2 separate regions of the Anser cygnoides genome follow, and region 1 is linked to region 2. The links are chromatin contacts, called in public Hi-C maps. All regions are on one chromosome and are shown on one strand. Each heading gives the region's core, a stretch centred on a gene start, on an enhancer-like site or on the middle of the called end of the contact. The rest is flanking DNA. Distances are from core to core; before and after follow the strand shown. Region 1 overlaps LOC106034489. Region 2 overlaps ABCA12 (ATP binding cassette subfamily A member 12).

Evidence for each region. Hi-C and Micro-C count contacts between places; a contact is called where the count stands out from the background.
Region 1: a contact with region 2 is called in a Hi-C map of liver, with 3 times the contacts expected there. The contact joins two enhancer-like sites. A contact is called at or near these places in 2 of 7 Hi-C or Micro-C datasets (both in liver).

Annotation. Positions count from the first base shown.
Region 1 is chr6:10,681,172-10,684,494 of Taihu_goose_T2T_genome, forward strand. It overlaps LOC106034489, which reads left to right. Exons shown (of 21, transcript XM_066999647.1): 9 at 933-1,023. Among named protein-coding and RNA genes, the nearest start is that of MREG, 44 kb to the right of the region's middle. Within about 2 kb of position 1,685, at least 2 of the 3 cell types and tissues checked have open chromatin away from gene starts, as enhancers often do. A contact at or near this core is called in liver, where this site is marked.
Region 2 is chr6:10,484,058-10,487,572 of Taihu_goose_T2T_genome, forward strand. ABCA12 (ATP binding cassette subfamily A member 12) reads right to left here. Exons shown (of 58, transcript XM_066999642.1): 4 at 3,388-3,477; 5 at 2,295-2,329. Among named protein-coding and RNA genes, the nearest start is that of ATIC, 14 kb to the right of the region's middle. Within about 2 kb of position 1,549, at least 1 of the 3 cell types and tissues checked has open chromatin away from gene starts, as enhancers often do. A contact at or near this core is called in liver, where this site is marked.

The DNA.
Region 1 (3,323 bases), core at 435-2,934, 200 kb after region 2:
GCTTACCACACGTTACCGATACCAATGTTTAAAAGTTATAATCATACTATTTGATGACCTTTCGGTAATGGCACAACCAGTATCATGTCCGAATTTATTATTTGTACAGAATTTTCTCCTGTGCTGTGTGGTTAAGACCACGACCCCTCAGCTCTGAAGCCTCAGCTTCTTTCCAAGCCTGGCACAGGGCTGGCTCTCCCTGCTAGCCCAGACTCTGCTAGAGCTGATTTTGGGGTGCAGGTGCTGGGCCATGGGATGGGCAACAGGGCTTGGGAAAGAGCTTGTGAGCATCGTAAAGGCATGTGGCTTCTGGCTTCCAGGAGGTTTTGGTGTGCTGGCATCAGAGCTTTTGTCTATCCCCCTCATAATAGGCGAGCGTCTCACTGTCTGTAACACATCCCCCTTCCTCAAACCCTGTATTTCGGTGTGGAAAAGGCAGTAGAGGGTGTCTTATCTCCAGATTTACAGGGGACTTGCTGCAAGGGCTGAACCCAGGCCTCCCAAGCTCCAGGCTCAGCCTCACATCACCAGCAGCTCCTGCCCTCTTCCTCCACAGCCGCCGGGCCGGAAAAAGCTGTGGCCATAATCTGGTGTTAAATCTCTTCTGATCAAGTAGCTTTGCTCTTAACAAAATAATCCTATAGAATGACTTGGCTCTCAGCTGGGAGCAGTAGGAAGATCTGGGCAGTGTATTACAGGCAGGGCACAGCACCAGGAAATTAAGCTTTATTATGTGTGCTCTGGCAGCGGAGCGCACACAGAAGTGATGTTTATGGCATTCGTGCCACCGTTCTTTCTTAATTCCTAATTCTTTTCCTATCACAGTATGGTTGGGATGTTCTCTTAGGGGAAAGCAAGGCTAATTTCTGTTTTTTATTTCTGTTTTTTTTATTTTTTATTTTTTATTTTTTGTTGTCGTTGGTTTTTTTAAGCTGACAGATGAACCAAGGGCTCTGCCCTGCCTGTCTGTGTTCACTCCTGGAGCGAGCAAGTCAGATGGGGCAAGAGCCAGACCTATCAAAGGTAGGTTCAACACCAAAATTGCTCCAGCTTGATCCCCTGACACCCACTGTCCTCTTCTGCTGACAGCCATGAGGCCGAGACCACCAGTATGTTCCCTTCTTGGAGCCCAGGGCTGTCAGGGTTCGGAGGCAGGGCAGTCATTGTGGTGAGCATCACCACTGCTGCCCAGACCCACAGAGTAAGGGGCAGGGGAGTCCCTTTGAGACCAGCTTGTCTGGCATATGGGAGCTCGTTAATCAGGCTGCAGATTAGTAATCTGGTGTTTAAAAGCATTATCATACTTTTTCCTCCCAGCTTTAGGAGCCTGGTAGTGGTAATTAAAGTCCGAAGCCCTGGTTTCAGTTCCTTTCTAATTTAAAGATTAGATACCAGCTATACTGAAAATCTTTTTCCATTTACCTTTGCCAAATCTTGAAAAAAAAGTGGAGTCATGACCCAAAGCAAAATCTCCAGCCCCTGTTAAGTCGCTGGCATGCTCCTTTGCCTCTGAGAAAGTCAGTTACATTGGGGTTTTCCCATATTTTGTTGTAGGGCATCGTAGTACTGATGATCAGAGAACCTGTCTCCAAAGATCTGTTCCATGGAAACAGTCATGATTTTCAGATGAAAATTTTAATTTCCTTCTCTGGAAATAACAGTGCTTACTGAACTTTCAGTTAGTTTTCGTCCATGTTTGTGAAATATTTTGCTGAACGTGGCCAAAAGGAGGGGCATAGAGGGCAGACCGGTAGTTTTCAGTACAAAAAAATCCTGAGAAAATTTTCAGGGGAAAATGAGGAGATGCCTTCAGTTCATCAGAGTGTAAAGGGCTCAGCCAGCTTGAGACTTCCCTATTTCAGATATGGTGCAGATACCCAATAAAGTCAACTCTTCTCACCTCTAGAGCTGCAAATGACACATTTATAATAGGATCCTCAGGAACAAGGGGCTCCGGGTTCAGCCTGAGTTTTTTAACACTTCTCAGGCTCTGTGTGAGCTTGAGCCTTCTCTTCATTCACCACGTTAATGCTAAACGCTGCTGAAACCACCAGGTCTCCCTCCAATAGATTTCCTATTAAAACTATTTATTTTACAGGATCTCTCTGTTCCCAAATATATACTAGTTTAACATTTCTGGAAAAGGTTTGGCTAGGCTTCCTCGGAACTGGACCTTTGCTCCCTCCCAAGGTTCATGAACCTTCACAACTCTCTAGGTGAACTCAGCCTGACTTTCCCATATATAACCAAATCCCAGGCCAGGTCAGTCTCATTTGGTTTCGTGTTTCACTATAGGCATTTTTTCACAGCTCCAGTTTTAAAGACCTGAGCGTGGGACAGATACAGGGCTCCCATAAATGCAGGCCATGGCCATGATAATCTTTGTGCATCCCATTTGTTGTATATGATGTTGAAATGTATTTCCCTGTAGCAAAATCCTGGAGTCACTGGGATGTGAATTACTAGCAAAGCAGAAATGGAAGAGGAGTGTTTATGGTTCATATGTTAAAATAATTCCTCCAAGGTTTGATGTACTCCCAGCCTCACACTAATTCTGTTTGGTCTGAGGCATTGTGAGTTTGCAAAAGTACCCAAAACGTTGAGGGAGGAAGCTCAGTTTGTTCTGAAATGACCACAAAAGGGCAAAGGCATTGGCTAGAAATGCACGCTATAATGCATAGTATGCAAAGTCTGCCAAAAAGTCTGAATTAGACAATTCTCTCCTGCTGTTTCCTTATAAGAGCCCAAAGAGGCGGTGCTTTATGTCAAGAAGCATGAGTCAATCCTCAGAGGAGGATGCTCAAATGGAAAACAGATCGGAGGAGGGCTCTGCAGGCTGTGCTGCTGCAGGTCCTGTCCCTTGAAGTGAAAAGCAGAGGAAGGGAGGAAAAATGGGATCGGTAACAAATGATGTGATGGCAGAGTGTCAATCACAGCGGAATTTCAGCCTGGCCCCGTATTACAGCGGCGCTGGGAGTGCTGTTCCAGCAAAGGCTGCGTCAGCACTTTGTTTAGCTTATACACCAATTTATTATCTGCCCTTTGGGCTGAGGCTGATTTTTCTAGGAGTTAACCTGGCAACAGCTCTCATCGTGTATTTTCAGCTAGCGCGTAGCTCAAGAGTTGTTTAACCTCTCACCTCTGCAGCCTCGGCCCTGGCTTATCCTATCACGGCGCAATTTGCTTGGAGTGGCTGGAGATGTAAGCCTGAAATGCAGGCTCTGCAGCAAAGACAGGGGGTTGCACAAAGCTCCCACACTCAGAAAACGCCTGCATGCTGTCCCCTCAGCCTGAAAGTCTCCTTGGAGGCGGCCAGAACCGGT
Region 2 (3,515 bases), core at 299-2,798:
CCTGCATTTACATGAAGAGACTTAGGAAAAAGGCTAGCAGTGGAATAAAATACTGTAAGCAATTCTGTGCTGCTTTACTATTTTCACATTGCTTCAGGCACTAAGGTTGCCAAGAACTCATCATTTTGAGCCAGACAAGAGCCTTGGGCCTCCATTAATGTAAAACACTGTGTTCCTACACCACTGGTATTTACAGAGACTCACCCAATCCTATGTACTAATGCCACTTTGAGCATTAGAAGTGGGCCAAACAGCTAGGATGCTTTCAGCATCTTGGAAGTGGTCCAGATGGATGTTTTTGATAGTAAAGTACCTTAAATTTCATGGAAAAGCTGTTGAAAATATTAATTAAAAAGTCCTTATCAAACATTGGCTAAATAATGCTTTTAGGAAGGAAAGGAGATGGATTTTGACCCCTCCAAAAAAATCTCACGCATGTGAGAAAGTGGATTAATTCCTGCTCACACTCTGGTGAGGGCACTAAGTAGTTTCAGCAGCACCTCTCCTTGAATATTGAAGTGTCCCTGTAATTCCCTCGGCTTCTAGAGGCACACGTAGCTGGGGCTGCGATGCTGAAAGCTAAGTATGCTCAGTCTGCTGAATGGTAGGGAATCTGGGGGCTTTTGCCTGCACTTGGTAGTAAGGTAAATACATTCAAGCGCTCTCACATGGCAGAGGGCTTCACAGACTGTTTTCTTGCCTGCAGCCAGTTTGGGTACACTGAGTTACTTCCCTATCACTCTCTCCTTGCTGCTGAAGTGAGACCCAAGCAGGGGTTCTCACCACCATCATGGGTTCAGCCATGAGCAGTACCACAGACGTGACTTCTCCTTCTGCTGTGAGCTGAGCAGGAACAATGCAAACGGAGTCGTGGCGAGCGGCATGGTGCATCTGCTAATGATGGACACGTCCGCATGACTGAGGTCTTCCTTGGAGCATGGGGAGGGCAAACTCATGTCTGCCTGCAAAATCCTCAGAAGAAAGAACCCTCTTAAAATTCATAGTCCTTAAATAGCACAAAGCCCCACTTCTACAAACAGTTAAGCACATGCTTAACTCCGCAGACATAACATCAGTGAGGAAGAGCTACCCACGTGTGGGCAGAAAACCCTGTGATGGTATCCTTGCAGGACTGGGGCTCCTGGTTGCAGGAGCCAGAAGCCTCTCCTTGCTGGCAGGAAAGCGCTTTGCATGCCGTGGATGCAACGCAAAGCACCGCAGAAGTCAAATCTTAATGTAATCATCAGTTAGAACTGTCTCATTATTCAAATCTCTAGAAAGCCGTGGAGTCAGGCCTCTTATTTTTACATGAGAGAATGCAAAACCCCTTCTTCCTTTGTCCTGGCCTGGAAGTTGGGGACTCTCCGACAAGATGCTGCTGCACGCATTGGCTCTGAGCCTTTTTTTCTCATTTTCCAGGACGCACAACAAGCGTCGCTTGCAGTTATTTTTTTCCAGAGAGAACAATCAACAGCTATAAAACCAATTCCAAATGCAGCCTGGATCAAGTTTCAAAAGGCCTTAATGCTCTCTGTGTGTGTGTTTGTGCACAATTTAATTTACTGTGGCTACAGAACTGCACTTGTATGACTGTATTTAATTTTTTTTTAATCTCCAAGGCAGTTATCTATGACAGTGAGTGTGTCATAGGACAACATCACTTGCAGCAATTGCACAAATAAGCCTCCAGCCTCTTGCCTTAACAAGCTATACGACCCAGTGATCTTCAGCATGACACTCCTTGCGTTTTATTGCTGGCTGCAAAGATTTGTTTTGAGTCCCTTTCAGTGCCAGAGGTCTTTATTGCTAAATAGCCCTGGCAGTTGAGTAATACGTGAATTTAACGTACTCATACTGGAATGCCCACTTGGAAGGTAGGGAAAATTCAGCTTCAATCATTGCAATCAGCTCTTATTTTTTTGCTCTTTTCCATTCTATCTCTGAGCTTTCTCTTTGCTGTTTGTAAACTACATCCCAAGCTGTCTCACACGCTGTTACAGCTCTTTAGGAAGCAGCCTATCACCTCAGTCCTGCTCGGGCACATGAAAGAGATGATTGAGAGGAGAGAGGGGCAGTGGCAAGTCTCATAAAAGCAGCATCCTACTTGCGCTGCTTTGACAAGACATGAAATAGTCCCGTTCTCCCTGACCACCTTATTAATAATCAAAATCCATCCACAGAACAAAGCTTCGCTGCTAACATTTCAGCTGTCTGTTTGGCAAGATGCATGCGGGGAGGACATGGGAGAATCTTATGAAGAAGAGCACTGAAGCCTATGTGGAACTGTTTCCTACCTGGAAGAGGTCAGAGAAGGTTTCTGCAGGCCAGGCTGTGGACAGGGAATAGAAATAGTGCTTTTGAACATCCTGCATCAAAGCTCTCTTGAACGTACCCCTGTTGCCTCTGGTACACACAGCTATGAAACAGAAAACTTCTGTGACAGCTACCAGCAGTTACAAAATGGAGCTGTGTTACTACTGGAGAAGCCGTTCTAAGTCTGTAAATACGTATCTGAATTTTTAAACAAGTCTGGCTGGTACTTCTCGTGGTGCTTTTCAGCAAGCACTCTGCACTTCCAGCAGGAGCACTGACATCTTACTGGGAGCAAATCCTATGTCTTATTAGGAAAGAACATTATGAAAGCAGCTTAGTACTCTCAGGTATTTCATTTTCTCCCTGGTTCTGGGATCTGGGGTGTAAGTGGGAATACCATCTTTCCTTAAAACAAAAGGTCTGTTTATAGCTCTAACAACTGTAATAAATAAATAAATAAATAAAAATGTAAAGTCTAGAGACATGGGCATCAGAAAGAACACATAGTGCCAAGATATCACAATTTCTGAATGGTTTGGGGTAGCGAAACTGGACTTGTGGTTGTCCCTCTGCCCTTTGCACATGAGACACCAGATTCTAGAAGTTACACTCCCATGACTAGGGGAGAGAAGCACACTAAGCAGCTATCTATCCAGTTAATGCTCCTCTTTTGACCTCCAAGAATTGCAATGAGCTGCTCTCAAACAAGTTACAGATTCAGTATTACTTGCAGAAATAAAAACAACCAGCAGTTTGGCATTCTTGGAGAAAACTCTTATTTTCTAATGGGCTGTTCACAGCGACCCCAAAGAGACAAAATTAACCTAATAAGGTATTTGTTATGTATCGTTTACCAGCTTATGCAACTGTCAGTTCAGAATGCAAGTCCACACCTGACCTTTTAATAGACTTTTTTTTTCTAATAGCTGCTTTCTGTCAGGCTATGTTGTAAAGCAGCTTAGCTTTATCCCTGTGAGTGATCAAAATATCCCTCCGCCCCTCTAGGACTGAGCATCCTACTCAGTTAAAGCTCAGGTGCCCAAAGATGGTGCATTTCTCCAACACTTATCACACCTCTTGTTAAGTCCTGTTCCTGTGATGAAGAGCAGGAGTGTCTGTCATGTCTTCCGGGGCCTCTCTGAACATCTCTATTGCAGGTGAGGGCTACCGGAAAAAAAAAAATAAAGAAAAAAAAAAACGTT